Linked DNA regions of Mus musculus: regions 2 and 3 are each linked to region 1. The links are chromatin contacts, called in public HiChIP or PLAC-seq maps. All regions are on one chromosome and are shown on one strand. Each heading gives the region's core, a stretch centred on a gene start, on an enhancer-like site or on the middle of the called end of the contact. The rest is flanking DNA. Distances are from core to core; before and after follow the strand shown. Region 1 holds the start of Ripply3 (ripply transcriptional repressor 3). Region 2 overlaps Gm31012 (a long non-coding RNA gene). Region 3 overlaps Gm31175 (a long non-coding RNA gene).

Evidence for each region. HiChIP or PLAC-seq counts read pairs in DNA pulled down with a chosen protein or histone mark.
Region 2: an H3K4me3 HiChIP or PLAC-seq map of bone marrow-derived macrophages shows a contact between it and region 1, with 2.7 times the contacts expected there. The contact joins the enhancer-like site here to the promoter of Ripply3 in region 1. A contact is called at or near these places in 9 of 39 promoter capture datasets (the 3T3-L1 cell line, the C10 cell line, cranial neural crest and 6 more), 6 of 484 Hi-C or Micro-C datasets (CD8 T cells, the HL-1 cell line, embryonic fibroblasts and 2 more), 19 of 115 datasets of contacts at active chromatin or transcription factors (the HPC-7 cell line, acute myeloid leukemia, bone marrow-derived macrophages and 10 more) and 2 of 9 other capture datasets (adipose tissue and pancreatic islet).
Region 3: a contact with region 1 is called in an H3K4me3 HiChIP or PLAC-seq map of embryonic stem cells, with 2.9 times the contacts expected there. The contact joins the enhancer-like site here to the promoter of Ripply3 in region 1. A contact is called at or near these places in 13 of 39 promoter capture datasets (the 3T3-L1 cell line, the C10 cell line, cranial neural crest and 7 more), 2 of 484 Hi-C or Micro-C datasets (both in embryonic stem cells), 14 of 115 datasets of contacts at active chromatin or transcription factors (bone marrow-derived macrophages, embryonic stem cells, epiblast stem cells and 4 more) and 1 of 9 other capture datasets (liver).

What each region holds. Positions count from the first base shown.
Region 1 is chr16:94,325,364-94,330,422 of GRCm38.p6, reverse strand. Ripply3 (ripply transcriptional repressor 3) reads right to left here and starts at 2,001. Exons shown (of 4, transcript NM_133229.2): 1 at 1,826-2,001; 2 at 1,002-1,077. The coding sequence starts at 1,926.
Region 2 is chr16:93,954,776-93,959,834 of GRCm38.p6, reverse strand. It overlaps Gm31012 (a long non-coding RNA gene), which reads right to left. Exons shown (of 2, transcript XR_385072.3): 2 at 2,113-2,996. It also overlaps a transcript of Cldn14 not described here. Among named protein-coding and RNA genes, the nearest start is that of Cldn14, 28 kb to the right of the region's middle. Within about 2 kb of position 2,219, at least 26 of the 459 cell types and tissues checked have an H3K27ac peak or open chromatin away from gene starts, as enhancers often do. A contact at or near this core is called in the HPC-7 cell line, acute myeloid leukemia and bone marrow-derived macrophages, where this site is marked.
Region 3 is chr16:94,063,611-94,068,669 of GRCm38.p6, reverse strand. All of the region lies in intron 1 of Gm31175 (a long non-coding RNA gene), which reads left to right. Among named protein-coding and RNA genes, the nearest start is that of Gm31175, 19 kb to the left of the region's middle. Within about 2 kb of position 2,224, at least 58 of the 459 cell types and tissues checked have an H3K27ac peak or open chromatin away from gene starts, as enhancers often do. A contact at or near this core is called in embryonic stem cells and memory CD8 T cells, where this site is marked.

The sequences.
Region 1 (5,059 bases), core at 752-3,251:
GAAAATTTAGTAGTTAGTGAGTTCTTTTAAATCTTACCTTTAAGGACTCTAAGGACTTTAAGTCTGAGTGGAATGAGATAGAAAGAGTTCTCTTCAGTCACTTAGAAATTTGGAGCAGGGATTATCAGGACTGAAACAAAACCATGTAGCAGACTCTAGCTGCCCTCCTGTTTGCTCCGTTCTTTAAGCTTCTATAAATGCTAACTGAATTAAAGCACTCAGTATTCAAAGAAAATAACTTAAATGTAAAAGAATAATAGAGGAGTAATTTCCCACAGTTAACTTTTCATATCACATCTATCTGTACATTAAGCTGTATCCCACAGGTGTTGTGTAAGTGAGATGCATGGCCCTTCCTAAGCTACCTCCACTGTTTTAAAGGTCCATTTATATTTGAGAATATAGCAAATGTAAGCAAAACATTCGCTTAATAAGTCAAAAGCAATTAACCGGCAAGGCAAAGATAAAGGGATAGCTGTGGCAATTAATCTTTGCTGACAAAGCCCGGTGCTTGAGTGTATTTGCACAGAGAACAGAAGATCCTGCAAGAGTTCTTGCAGACAGGGCCAGACAAGGGTGGGAGCTTTTAACTGCACTGTCTGGGCACCTGAGGTGGATGGAGGTCTGCCTGCTTTGCAGTGTGGTACATAATCAGCTTTTCTCTAAGGGGGCTGGGCTTTGCCCCTCCCTCCCCCATGCTCTGGTTTATAGAAGAACCCTCCTCTCCCACCGCTGCATGTAATTACCATGCAAAGCCCATGTCCTCAGCTGTTTGCTTTTCAAGGACGGAGGAGCAATCGCGAGCCCAGTGGGCCCATTAGCACCTCCGTTCACTCTGGGCTCTACCCACCAGACCTTCAGGAACTTACTTGTGGGTTAGGCCAAGCTAAGCACGAGAGAGGAGTCCTTCCCCCGGGTTTTGGTTTTGTTTTCAAAGTTATTATAGACGTGGTGCCGCTTTCTGGATTGACTATTGCCTACAACAGTCACATTTAGCTTACCGGACGTTCAGTTCTGGTCAGTTCAGCATCTCCGGGGGGAGGCGACATCCACGGTCTCCACGGGGCTGGAATGGAACTGGAAACAAGCACCAGGAGAGACTGAACTCCTGGCGTTTCTGCCGCCCCGCCCCCCCAAAGGTTACTATGAGGTTGATACCATAGTGTCTGTTTGACAAAGAGTCCCTGCACACACCATGATCCCTTAAGGTCTGTCTGCCGATGGGCCAGTCAGTACTTTACCTGTTCCTGCCTCCTGAAGAATTCTCCGGGCTCTGCTTCCTAGTACACTCTGAGATGGGAAGCCCCAAATCTAACCTATTATTAGGGCGCGTGTGAGTGGAGATTATTTTTTCTCCTAGCAAATCTCTCATTGATACCTCAAATTTTTCTAATACAGATGGTTGGTTTCAAGTACACCACCTCTGCTGCTGGAGACTCCTTAGACTACTATGCCAAAGGCGTTTCTGCATCGCCAAACTGCTCCGCTTCCTACCTACCCAGCTAATCTGATTTCCTTAAACTTCACAGCTTTAAAGATAGCGATGTCCCTGGATGGGCAAACACCGATCCCCAGCGTAGGGCAGGAGACTGTCACTTTGTGATAGACCGCAGGATCCTTTTATAAATTTCTTATGGGGCCCCCAGCCTTCAGTATTTTCCAGCTGGATCAATTTCAGATCCTCAATACACGCAAGTGTTGCCCATTTCCTTGCCAGATATCCGCGGGGTCCCTGCACTTCAGACAGGAGTTTGCAGTAGTCGATCTCAGGTTAAGGAGCTCAGTGTCTGGGTGCACCTCCACCGGGGCCACAGGACACCCTCACCTTTCGGGCCCGCGTGGCAGCGGTAGCCTCCCGGGATCATCCCCCGGACAGTGGCAGAGGCGTCCCCGCGCCTCCCGGACTCCGGCCGCCTCCGGTCTCATGGTGCGGGTGTCGCGCGAATCTCTCAGCCCGACGGCGCCTGGTCCCCCTGGCTGAACGCGCTCACCTACCCGCTCACTCGGCGCCAGGTTTAAAAACTGGGGCGGGGCGGGGAGGGGACTCGGGGAAACTGCGCCCCGTGGGGAGGGGGAGGGCAAGGGACCTCGGGAAGGGACGGAGGAAGCAGAGGGTGGAGACCAGAAAGGCTCAAGGAAGAGAGCAGGGTCGGGACGGCGGGGAGGGGTGTGTGTCCAGAGTGGAGAAAGGACAAAAGAAAACCAGGAGGGTCACTGGCGGAGCGGGAAGCGCAGGGCGGGACAGACGGCCTACAGGGCCTCCGAGATGACGGGTGGCGGCTGCGCGTCCCGGGGAACAATTTTCCCCACTGCTGAGCAACTCCTGGGGCCGCTGCCCTCGGGGCTCTGATCCCTAAAAGCATGAAGCCCCACCCCGCACCCCAGTTCTCCCAGAGTTTCCCTTTCAGCACTGTGAGAGGTGGTGAGTGTGGGGCACAGAGTCCTCGCTACACCGAGGGTCAGGACAGCTCCACGAGTGGGTGACAGCTGGGTTTACGAAGCCAGGCGAGGGTTTAGGCGCAACCTCCGCACCGACGAAAGCCTTAAGATGGGGGAGGGGTGCTTCCTGTTAGGGGTCACCAGTCAGGACCCCGGGTACCCCTTTGCCCAATAACCTGTTCTCCAGTGCCAGGTGACTGCATGTGAACACTGTAGCTTGGTCTGTGTCATTTAAATTAAGTGACTCGGGTTTTAAAAACCGAGAGGGGTGGGGAATAAAATGTTTTCGAATGGTTTATTTAAGATCTGGGGAATATTTAACACCAATTAAGGGCAAATAGGAAAGAGGGAGTATTTACAAATTTTATTTACAGTATTAAAAGCCCTGAATATAAAGCAGGAAGCTGGGAGTGAGCAAACAATGTGAACTCACGAACACAGTTAAGGTGTCAGTGGTTTCTTGTTGTTTTAATAAAAAAACACCTAGATGTGGGTGCCTTTTAAAGAACTTTGATAACGTGTATCTGTGAGCCCAAAGAATGAAAAGGTATCTAGTGACAGCCAAGTGTTCCCAATAGTATGTAAAGGATGGGGGTATGTTATATAGCTGATAAAAACACACTCATGTTGAGCCATCACTCAGGAGGCAGAGGCAAGGGGATCTCTGTGAGTTCAAGGCCAGCCTGGTCTACAGAGTGAGTTCCAGGACAGTCTAAGGATGCACAGAGAAACCCTGTCTCAGAAACTTAAATAAATAAATAAATAAATTTGTGCAGGTCTCTTTTCTCTCCTAGTCCTGTGTCTGAAATCCAGGAACTCTACGGAGTCCTGAACACTATGGAAAATTAGATAAAAGGTTATTTTTAGATCATTTTATCTTATGTGTGTTTTACCTGCATGCAGGTCTGCCCACCATGTTACCTTTCCATCCTCTGGAACTGGAGTTACAGACGGTTGTGAGCCACCATATGGCCGTTGAGAACCAAATCTGAGTCCTCTGCAAGAGCAACAAGTGCCCTTAACCATTGAGCTGTGTCTCCAGCCCCTAGATACAAGGTTTAGAAAGAGGAGCTGCTTAGGGTAACTTTGTTTTTACATTTGTTTGTTTGTTTGTTTGCTTATGTGTATGGGCAAGACATGTGGGGGCCAGAAGACATCTTGTGGGGGGCTGCTCTTTCTGTCTCCCAGGTGGATTCTGGGATGAAGCTCAGCATTTCTTGGCTTCTTTATCTGATGAGTTATCTTACTGACCCAGCTTTAAGGATTTTTAAAATGTTTTCTAAATTTTCAACAATGAACGTATTGCTTTTTTTACTGTTGCAAAATAGAATTCAAACTTACCATTTTAATCGTTTTCAAATCTACACTTAAGTGAGTGAGATAAAGCACTCACATCCCCTTCCCATACCCACTTCATCCCAGATGCTTTTTTGTTTGTTTGTTTGTTTGTATTTTTTTGGTTTTTCGAGACAGGGTTTCTCTGTGTAGCCCCAGCTGTCCTGGAACTCACTTTGTAGACCAGGCTGGCCTCGAACTCAGAAATCTGCCTGCCTCTGCCTCCCGAGTGCTGGGATTAAAGGCATGCACCACCACCGCCTGGCTCCCCAGAAGGTTTTGATCCCACACTGAAGCTGCCCCTGCTTTGGACCTAGATTCCCCTCCCCCACCCTGGGTAACCACTACTCTAATTTCTGTATCTATAAAAGTAACTGTTGTGTTCCTTTGTGAAGTATATAATGTTATCATCCTCATTCCAAGCCTACAAATTAGGCATTATCTTCAGTCTGCAGATTAAGAAACCATATCTTGTTCCTGGGTAGGAGAGATGGCTCAGTGGTTCAGAGCCTGTAACTGATCCTGCAGAGGACTGGGGTTCAAGTACTCATATTAGGTGTTTCTCGACAAGCTGTAACTTAAGGGAATCTAACGCTCTCTCATGTGGGCACCAGCATTCATGGGCACATACCTGCATGTTGTGCCAGGAAGCATTTGTGAGCCCCAAAAGACTACCAAGGAGCTGACTCTGATGTAATTGCATTAGGGTCTGTTTATTACAACTTGAGCTTGGGCACTCTGTCAACCCTGAGACAGCAGGACGGGAAGGTAGAGCAGCCCCGAGCCCTCACCAGGATAAGGTTTTATAGGGAATGACAAGCAAACAAGGGGGGTTAAGCCAACAGGTGGGTGCTTTGAAGCAAAACCACGAACAATCACAAATGGGCTGAAAGTACATTTGAAACAATCAGACTAATCTTTGATTGACTGTTGCTAGGAAGTAGCTCGGGAGTAACCCTTGGGGTATGAGCCAAGGATAAGCCATGGGGTCCTTCCTGGTACTTGGGAGTGGCTTGCGTTCAGCTGTAGGACAAATTTTCAGACTCTTTCTTTTAAGATGGAGGCCGGTTCCAAGATGGAGTAGGTTTGGTCTCCCATGCTCTCTAGACACACGGGCAAACATAGTTTTAAAAGTAGAAGAAGCTGGTATTCAGAAAGATTAAGTAACCAGAAAATTAAATAATTTCGAAAGATTAAAAAAAAATAACAGCACCAGAAATAAATGCAAAAGCAAAAAGCTCCAGCACAGAGCATGGGCACAGTGGCCAGCGCTCAAGTACAGTAG
Region 2 (5,059 bases), core at 970-3,469, 370 kb after region 1:
CAGCTCTTTACTAAACCAATCAGAAGGTGATGGAAAAGATGCTTGCAAAACTGAGATACAGGTGATGCTTCATACAAAAACAACCTTTGCACAGTGCACAAGGGATTAGCCCAACAGGAATCAAAGACATGCGCCGCCGCTGCCGCCGCAGACCCTAACCACTGAACCATCTCTCCAGTCCTCACGCTATTTGTTTCTAACTAGAAAACACAAATGGAGTTAAAGGAGAATAGTGCAGGCAGTCTTCCGCAGTGGTTATCGTCTCCGAGGTGACCCAGGTGGCTGAGGAAAGTTGCTACAGAAAGGGCCCAGGCACATGTAGAGTTTGACTTTTTCACCTGAGGGAAGAAACTCGGCCAGCTGTTCACTTTCTGCGTGTCAGGAAGCCCCATCACACAGAGTTTTGATGGAGAAAGAGCATTTTAGATGCAGAAAACCTTCTGTGTGCAGAGATACCTCCTTTCAAACATGATTAGTCTGTCTTGTCTGTAGCTTTCTGTTCAAATTATTTGTGATTCTACTAAGGAAAAACATTTCTTTGTAGCCACAACAGTCGTCTGAGCGGATGCAAATGAGCGTGTGAAGGGTTGAATTACCAACAGGGGACACTCCGGGCAGATCATCCTGGGTGCTGTCTGTCCTAGCTGGGTGAGTGCAAAGGACAGAGAGCCAAGCAAGGCTGCCATTTACTCTGTCTTTGGTAGAGATGGGAAGAAGACACAGAAGCCATTCCCAGAATCTTCTAGAAGTAATTTCTTAGAACCTTCTGGTCCACTCTGAGAGCTTCCCACAGCTTCTGGAGTGTCCCGCTACCTTGTAACATAGGCGTTGTTTCACTGAACAGATTTGTAAGTAGGCAGCATGGAACCTTGGGAAAATCACATCTCCAGGACAAGGGCAGATGCCTCTGTGGGGGTGAAGCCTACGAGAGACCCCAGTTCCTCTAGGCTGGCTGCCTGACGAAGGGACCATATGAACAGCTTCTTAGCTCTGTTCTCCTGTGAGAACAGAGTAAGCAGAGACCTGCACCCCATGTTGCCTTTTGTCTGAGAAGGGAATGTCGGGGGGGGGGGGGAGGGAACTTTCCAGAAAGAAGGGTTTCTTGGCTCTTGGCTTCTGGAGTCACAGAGATTCACAGCTTGGAGTCAGAGGGAAGGGTCAAATTGTGCCAATCAGTGGAGCTTGGCTCCGAGTTCTGCTATACCAAACCTAACGGTCATAAAGCGCTGGCCCCACAGACTAGCCATGACCAGTGGTGGACATCATTCTCTTACACGCCACCCTGCACAAGGTAAGGGTGCGTCAGCTTCAAATGTTTGTCTTTAATAATATAGAAATTATTAATTAATATAATAATTAGTCACTTGTCTCTAATAATAAAGATAGCAATTAGATAATTAAAAGCTAGTCACATACAAGGCTCTGGTCAGAAGGGAACTAGAAAAACACAGAGTCAAACACTTCAGGGTATTAGCCACCGCTTTTAAGAGTAACGCTTCTTGGGACTGGAGAGCAACACTCAAGACTCTGCACTGCTTCTGCAGAGGGACCTGGATTTGTCTCCAGTCGCGGGTGGCTTACAGCTGCCTGTAACTCCAGCTCCAGGGCCCCATGGCCTCTTCTTGTCTCTGCGGTATTCCTCCCGTGTGTGCATCCACCCACGAAGACACACAAACACACGGCTTTTTAAAAATTAACTTTAAAAAAAAATCTAAAACTAAAAAGTAAAGAATTCTAAAAGAACTAGACAATTGGGTCCATGTGGAAGAGAAAACTGGGCCTTTAGAGACAGAACAGAACCAATGTCCACCACCAATGTCTCGTTTCTGCACCAGAGCATCAGGAAAAGGAACACCCGGGAGAAGTAATCACAAACAGGGCGTCCAAGGACAACTATTCTTAAAACTGAGCTCTGGTGTCTTAAGCAGACAAGCTTACTTTTCCTGAGCAATAGAAGAATAAGCAACAAGAAAAAGGGAAAGAAAAAGGAATTAGGACATTAAATGTAAACGCCGTGGTGGATGCCTGAAGAGTGCCGATCCCCCTCCCAGCCAAACACTGTGACCGGCTGTCTCTTCTGTTTTCTCCCCAGAGAATTAAGAAACGACTGTATGATAATTCATTTGCCTTTAGCACAGGAACCACAAGGATATAACCACATATTACTCAAAAATGGGGAGTTCATGTCACATTATTTTCCGTTGGTGAGTAATGGACGGGAAACGGGAAATGTCACTAGAAGGCTGGCCGGCCATCTGGTGGGAGCTTTCCTGTGACCACGGCAGCTGATCAGTGTGGAAAGACTACAGCAGCGGGGTCTCAAGCTGTTAGGCTTCTCCAGGGAACTTGGGTTCATGCATGGAAGGCAGGCAATAAAGTCCAATTATTCTGGATGCGGCTGCAAAAGGCGTATGAAAATTATCTCACGCAGGGCAACGCTGCCGCTAAGTGTTTTTTAAAACAGCCATCAGTCATCCCAGGTAACGGAATCAAACAAGCCAATCCATCTCAGAGGAATGGCTCATTAATCAAAAGGTGGTGGTGAGATGCTGGCAATCTTTCATTGTTCCACGTGTGATATTTTAAATCCGACGTGCTGACAGGATGGTTGGTGGGTAGGAAATTATCACACCCAAGGAGGACTGCCAAACTCCACAGTGCCAGACCACTTGTGGGTCATCATTTATCACGGATCCCTGGTTTGCCCTGCTGAGGCGTTGGAGTCTTACCCAGTAGACATGGAGCCTGTAGTTGAAAACTTGACAGTGCTATAGACTCTTACTATTGAGTAATTGAAACTTTGGGGGAACCGTGAGGGCCCCTGGGGGCCTCAGAGCAGAGTCTTGACCATGGCTTCCCTAGACTCCAGAGGTCCTGATGCTCACAGCTGGGTCAGGGCAGGGCAGGGCAGGTCTATGAGGATGCGATTTCTTCTCAGCCCTCAGAGTTGCCGCTTCAGGAGCGCAGTAAGACTCTGCTACTTAGCTTGGGAAAGCCTGCAGAAAAGATTAATCACAACAGAAAGAAATTCTTCTGGTGTATGATTGAGCTAACTTCATGAGCGTCGAGTGCTAGCGGTTGCCTTGTGGGGCTTGACGTTTATTTAAATTGAGCATGCTTTTAAAAACAGTAATAACTAAGGGCTTCATCGGGTTCCGTTTGTCTCTACCTCAGTACAGATGAAACCCTCCACGGTCCTGCTGGGCTTTGTCTTGTGGGCTAATAAAGTCCACAGACTTTCCTAGGCTTAGTTTTGCCTAGAGGGAGGCGCCATGTGAAGAATTGAGTAAAAAGGGGAGATAGCTCAGCTGGGGAGATGGCTTACCCAGTGAGGTGCACAAACAGGGGACCCTGAGTTCAGTCCTTAGCAGGCATGGAAACACCAGGCTCCATGGCACAGAGCGTGTTCATAATACCAGGCCTGAGTGAGGGGCCTGGTAGGTCCCCAGAGCTCACTGCCTTCCCCCAATCAATGAGGTCCCGGTATAATGAGGCCCTGTCTCCAAAACTGAGATGGAAAGTGACTGAAGAAGTCACCTCTGGCCTCTGGCAGGCATGAACATGTACAGATGCATACAGGTCACACAATAATAGTAACAGCAATAATGAACTACGGGGACTGAAAGCTCCTGTTGGAGGGAAGTGAATTGGTGACTATGATGAGAGTTCATAGTGATTTAGTAGTTCGTTACTCTCCTAGATGTCAATGAAGGGTTTGGCTTTTGCTCTAAATGGATACTTTTAATTTGCCAACTAAAATTATTAAAAATATAACTTTTTTCTTTAAAAAAAAAAAGAAATCTACTTTCTTGTATAAGAGTGTAAGCACTTGTCAGTGCGCATGTACACATGTGTAGGCAGGTGTGAGTACACATGTGTATATGTGTGTGCAGGTGCCACAGAGGCCTAAAGAGTGCTTAGAACTAGGGTTACAGGGGTCTTACATGGATGCTGGGATTTGAACTCTGATCCTCAAGACTGAGTGAGCAGCCAGTGTTCTTAACCACTGAACTATTTCTTCAGCCTCAGAGCCATCATCAGCTCTCAACAGTCCTGTTTCTCCTTAATAAGAACATCTTGAGGTTGAATGGTTAAAACGCACCCAACTTCTACATAGGTCAGCTCTGAGCATCATTCAGAGCCTTGAGTTCCATCTAGTGCACTGGGTGTGGTGGGAATATCTGCAATCTCAGCATGTTCAAGGTCATTCTCAGCTGTACGGTGTGCTTGAGGCAAGCCTGAGTCACAAGAGACTCCATCTCAAACACAAACAACAAACAAATAAAAAGATACCACAGTCAGCCACCAGCAGACAAGAGAATGCGGGGTCCCCAGTAGTTCTTTGCTACCGTTCCCAAGACAGGCTTTCTGTGTGGAGGGCAGTGGTGTGGCTGGTGAAGGCAGACACCGATGGTCTCTTTTTTCACTCAGAGGGCATTTGCTGTAGGCACCCCACACATGTGCCCCACCTGTGGTAGCACACCCTGCCCTCCCTAGGCTGTGGTTTGCCAGCTCTGGAAGTCAACATTTGAAGTCTCTGCCAAATTTCCAAAAAGTCCCATCTGGCCCCTCTCACCCTCCCAGCCCTGTGTCCCACTCTGTCACCAGCCCTCCTGTCCCCATCTGATTTGCTCAGTGTTTTCTGAGCAGTCACTCCACCATCCCATTCCTGGCCCAGAGACGACCCTCTGCCATCCTCCCATCCTTCACAACTCAGTTTGATGTTGGGTGTGATGAAGAAGACCTGTTGTCCCAGAATTTGGGGAGCTGAGACAGGAGGATGGAAAGTTCCAAGTCCACCTGAACCACACAGTAAAGAGCCTGTGTGGGGGCTGCTTTTGTTTTGACACAGCCTATGGCCTAAGAAGGAAGTCTCGTCGAAGGGTCTGCATCAGATGGGCGCCTCTGGGAAGGACCGACTAGATTTTCCTAGTTGATGTGTGAAGACCACCGTGAAAGGGAGCAGAGCCCTGGTCTGAATAGAGAGAGCCATGGAGTGGAAGACACGTGTGTGTGCACTTTTCTCTGCTCTCAGTTGTGAACATGACATGAATGACCG
Region 3 (5,059 bases), core at 975-3,474, 260 kb after region 1:
AACGCAGGTGGCAGCTCACAACTGTCTCTAACTCCAGTCCTGGAGGACCTGGCTTCCTCTTCTGACCTCCCCAGGAATCAGGCACACTCACGCACTTAGGAAATAAATTTTAAAATAATATAAAATGCACTGTGGACTTCCAGCTCAGCTGCAAGTTTCTACTTACAACCTCCCTTTAGATTTATTTTACATTACCCCTATGAGTGTTTTGCCTGTGTGTATTTGTGGTACATGCCTGGTGTTCAAGAAGGCCAGAAGAGGGCGCCAGATCTCAAAGAACTGTAGTTATCAATAGTTGTGAGCTGCCATTTGGTGCTGGGAACCCAGCCCAGGTCCTCTACAAGAACAGCAAATGTCTTAGTCACTGAGCCATCTCTCCAACTTCTCCTCCCCTCCCTTCTGTTACCCTGACTCCTCCTCACTTGAGCTCTGCCTTAAGACACAGTGGGGAATAGTCCAGAATAAAGGTGTGAGGTCCTTATTCCAAAGACAGGAGAAAATAGCCTTGCAGATCCTAAAAGACAAGACCTTTTCTTTCTTGCTTATTCTGAAGTTTCTCTACGTATCTTAGCAGGGGAGCTTTCTGTCTGTGGTTTGAGATGTGAGCTCTCAGCGGCTGCTCTAGGCGCCTGCCACCTCCGCTCCAACACCATTTATTCTCCAGAAGCAAAACCCAAATAAACCCTTCTTCTCTCAGGCCTTGGTTACGGTGTTTTACCACAGGAAGGTGATTGACAGATGAAGCCTTCAATTACCCACACTGTACTTGTGTTAGATCAATACACTGGATCCCACCCAATCCAAAACCACACTTAGTATCTTCACCTTAAAAAGATTTGTTTCATGTTCAGACTGATGCTGCTTCCTCCTCTCTGGGGGTCAGATGCTGCCGGGCCTCAGTGCCTAGCCTGGGCTGCCCATTTTCTGACAGCCGCCCAAGTTCTCAGTTCTACACCTTCAGCACCAAGAAACTGGAACTGTTTCCTGGGACTGATGGGAAGAAATGACTACAGACTGGAAGGCTTATAGCTAAGAGAAAGGACCTCCCTTGGATTCCTGAGGCTACCGAGGAAACCTGGGCTAAGCATCTCAGCAGGGCACAGCAGGCTCCCCCCCACCCCCAGTCCTTTTCATCTTTGACCCCAGGCAAGCCTTGGTCTCGGACTCCCTGTCACGTGATGCATGGCTCTTTGTCCTCACCCTTCTTACCACAACAGTTGCTGCTGCAGAGAACACCCCAGATCTAGGATGACTTCACCCCAAGATGTATTCACTAAAGATCATTTTTCTGACGTTCAGAGAAGATGTCTTTTGAGTTAGTCAGTCGGCTGGCTAACAAGGAGAATATTGAAAAGTGAGCCCAGATTCTCATCTCTCAGTGGTTTTCTGTTTGTTTTTCAACTTTGGGCAGGAAACCCACATAGGCTATGAAGTTCATATCTCTGAAGTTCCTTTTTCTTTTCATTCCAAGAATTTGTACCCCTCTGGGCTGCTCTGCTCTTCCCAAGTCCAAATGCAGTCCTCCCAGCCTCTTAGATGGATACGGCTGGCTCAGTACCCAGTGTCTCCAGCTTGAGCTTGATCTGGATAGTGTTCACAGGGAAGAGAGACTCTAGAGCCAGCTCGGCTTGCTTGTCTATAGCTTCTCTCCAGCAATAGATGTTATTTGGATTGTTCTCTGACGTTGGGCAAGCATCTTTGGCACTTTTCCAGCTTTTCTAGCTGTGTTAGTACACTTGTTCCGATTGGTCTTCACAGACAGACAGAGTCAGAAGAAGTCAGAGACGTCCGTCCTTCTTCTATTCTAAGCAGGAGTGTTCACAGGGACTCCCTCAGGTGTAGTATTTTGGAAACTTTAGATTTTAAGGGAGTGCTAGTTAGGTCCCATCCCCTCCCTTCTCACTGTGTTTGGAAAAGGAGGTTGTGTCTCTGTTGAAATGGTCACTTGGCAAAGGGATACAGCTGAGATGCAAAGGAAGAGAGGGCTTGTGAAACAGAGCAGTCAGCGCCACGCAGAACCTCCAGAACCGCCTTCAGGGTTTAGAGGCAGCGCAGACCAAAAGGGCGCCGTTGTCGTTAGTGCCTTCCGGCTGCCGAGATAAATCACCATGACCAAGGCAGTTTATAAAAGGAAAGGTTCATTTGGCTTCTTGTTCTAGAGAGTCCACCATGGTAGGGAGGCGTGGCCTGCGGGAGCAGGAAGCAGATGGAATGAACTGTAATGCTGAGCTTTTCAGACTCTCCGAGCCAAACTCCAGTGATGACGCACTTCCTCTCATAAGGCGGCACTGTCTAAAGTCTTCCCAAGCAGATCCACCACCAGCTGGAAACCAAGTGTTCAATACGTGAGCCTATGGGAGCATTTCTCGTTCAAACCACCACAGTCGAAGGACAACCGAAAGACTAGCTATTGGCTTGGTCAGCTGAGATGTGAGCACAGGGGCTTCCTTCCTACAGAGGGTGGGGCTTCCTTCCTACAGAGGGTGGGGCGTCCTACAGAGGGAGGAGCTTCCCACAGAGGGGCATTGAGCACAGGAGCTTCCTACAGGGGCAGTGAGCACTGGGGCTTCCTACAGAGGGGCAGTGTGCTACACCTTTACTTTGTACAGACCTCAGGCTCTCTGATGCTGGTGGCGTTACGAGCCGATTTTACAGATTGACAAAAGTGAAACCCAGGGAAGTTAATTAACCCTCCAGTCCGTTTCAAGGTACAGCCTTTAAAGAGTAGCCCAGGGTGATCTTGAACTTGCTGTGTGACCAAACAATGACCTTGATTTTTTTTTTTTTTAGACAGAGTTTCTCCATGTAGCTCTGGCTGTACTGGAACTGGCTCTGTAGACCAGGCTGGGATTAAAGGCATGCACTATCACACCAAGTGACCTTGAACATCTGCCCTGCCTCTACCTGCTGGGCGGGCTCCATGTTACTACTCCCTGTGCACATAGTGCTGGGAAGGAACCCCAGGCTTGTGTATGTTAGGAAGCCCCCTTTACCAGCTGAGCTTTGGTTAACTAGAACGAGCCTCCTAGGGCTGGAGAGCTGGCTCCGAGGTTAAGAGCACCTCTTCCAGAGGTCCTGAGTTCAATTCCCAGCAACCACATGGTGGCTCACAACCATCTGTAATGAGATCTGATGCCCTCTGCTGGAGTGTCTGAAGAAAGAGACAGTATACTCACATACATAAAATACATAAATCTCATTTTTGTTTTTGTAAAGAAAGGAGCTTCCTAGCTGAGATGACCTTGAACCCAGGTCTTTCTGCCTCTAGTTCCTGAGTGCTGGGTTTGCAGCTTTGGTAGTAGTAGATCCTCTCTAACATCCTAGGATGGGGCCTTTAATTCACTTAATATTCTAGTAAAGCCACATGAAAATTATAAAATTACATTTATTTATTTTATTGTTGTGTATGTGTGAGGATTTGCTCTGTATACATGTATGCTTGCATGAATTTATGTGGACCATTCAATTGCAGGAGCTGAGGAGACCAGACGACAGCATTGAGCAGGTGCCTTGGAACTGGAGTTGCAGACAGTTCCGAGCCACCATGTGAGTGCTGGAAACCAAGTCCAGGTCCCCTGTAAAAGAAACTGCTGTCTCTCAGCTCCCAAGGCCTCCTTCTTAACCAGCAAATGCAAACCGACGAGGGAGTGAACTCTGAGAACCCAATGGATCCTCATTGTGTACTTTCCGATGTAAAGAATCTTTAGAAAAGCATCCTTACCCTGATTCCCAGTTGTTCACACTCCTTCCCATCTGATAATTGACGCTCGTTAATTATTCGTTAGAGAACAAGCAGGAAAGTCCACACCCCGCTGGAGACACCACGCCCTGCTGGCCTACAAGTTCTTCCCTGTCCATCTCCTGAGAATAGAAATACTCTCTCACGTAACCTCAGAATGATTACGAAAATTAGGAAATTTATTGTTGGACACTACTATTATCCAACTCAGAATTTATATTCAAATTTCATCAATTTACAAAATAACATCGTTTGTAACTTATGCCCCGACCCAGGCTCCGATCCAGGATGATGCTGCGCCTTCAGCTGTCATGCCTCGTTAGATTCTTTATTCTGAAGTGGCTCCTTAGCCTTTCTGTCTGATGCTCCTCAAAATTAGTTCCAGGTGATGTGGAATTAGTGTGCCTGGACCCGGGCCTGGACACGGGCTCTCCTTGTGTCTGTCAAAGGGCGCAGGATTTTCTCTTACCTCGCTGCTATTCATTACCGTGAGAACACGCCCCACCCCACAGGCTCACATTCTGAATGTCTCCAGCTGGTGGCGCTCTTTTGGGAGGTTGCGGAAGCTGTAGGAGGTGGGGCCTTAGTGAAGGAAAGAGCCCCTTGGGGGTGGGTCCTTGGGTCTTGTGGTGCTTTGAATGTCCGCCCATAGGCTTATGTACCTGAACAGTTGGCAATGCTGTTTGGGGAGGTTATAGAACCTTTAGAATGTTCAGCCCTGTTGGAGAAAGTGTGTGGCCAGGGACGGGCTTTTTTGATCGTTCCTAGCGGTGGCCTTCTCCCAGTTCACTCTGTGGTTACTGAGTGTGGTTAAAGATGTGCACCCTCAGATTCCTGCTGCCCCTCCCCCCATCATAGTCGCTTCTTAGGGATTCATAAGCCTAGATGCATGGTAGAAAAACTCTGTAGCAAGACATTAGAAGACAACATCAACTATGAGAGAGAACAATCAAACAAAAAGCCGGAGCAGAAAACGTAAGAGTTAGGCTGACAACTCAGTGAGTGGAAACATTTGCGCACAAGCCTGACGGCCTGAGTTTGATCCCTGGGAGCCATGTAAAGAGAAAGAGAAATGATAAGAGAGTGGCCCTCTGGCCTCACATGTGAGCTGCAGCTCACACCCCTACATAGCCATTTTGGGCATATCAGAGAGCATGATGGGAGATGGTGAGCCCATGGCTGGACTTCTCTGGAAGGCTATTGGAGAATTGGAATTAGAAAAACAAAAAAAAAATTGTTAGTGTTTGTAAGTCGTATTACCAGGGCTGCATGCAGGACCTCCCACCACGATTATCTCTCACCAGAAAAGTCAAGCTCAGG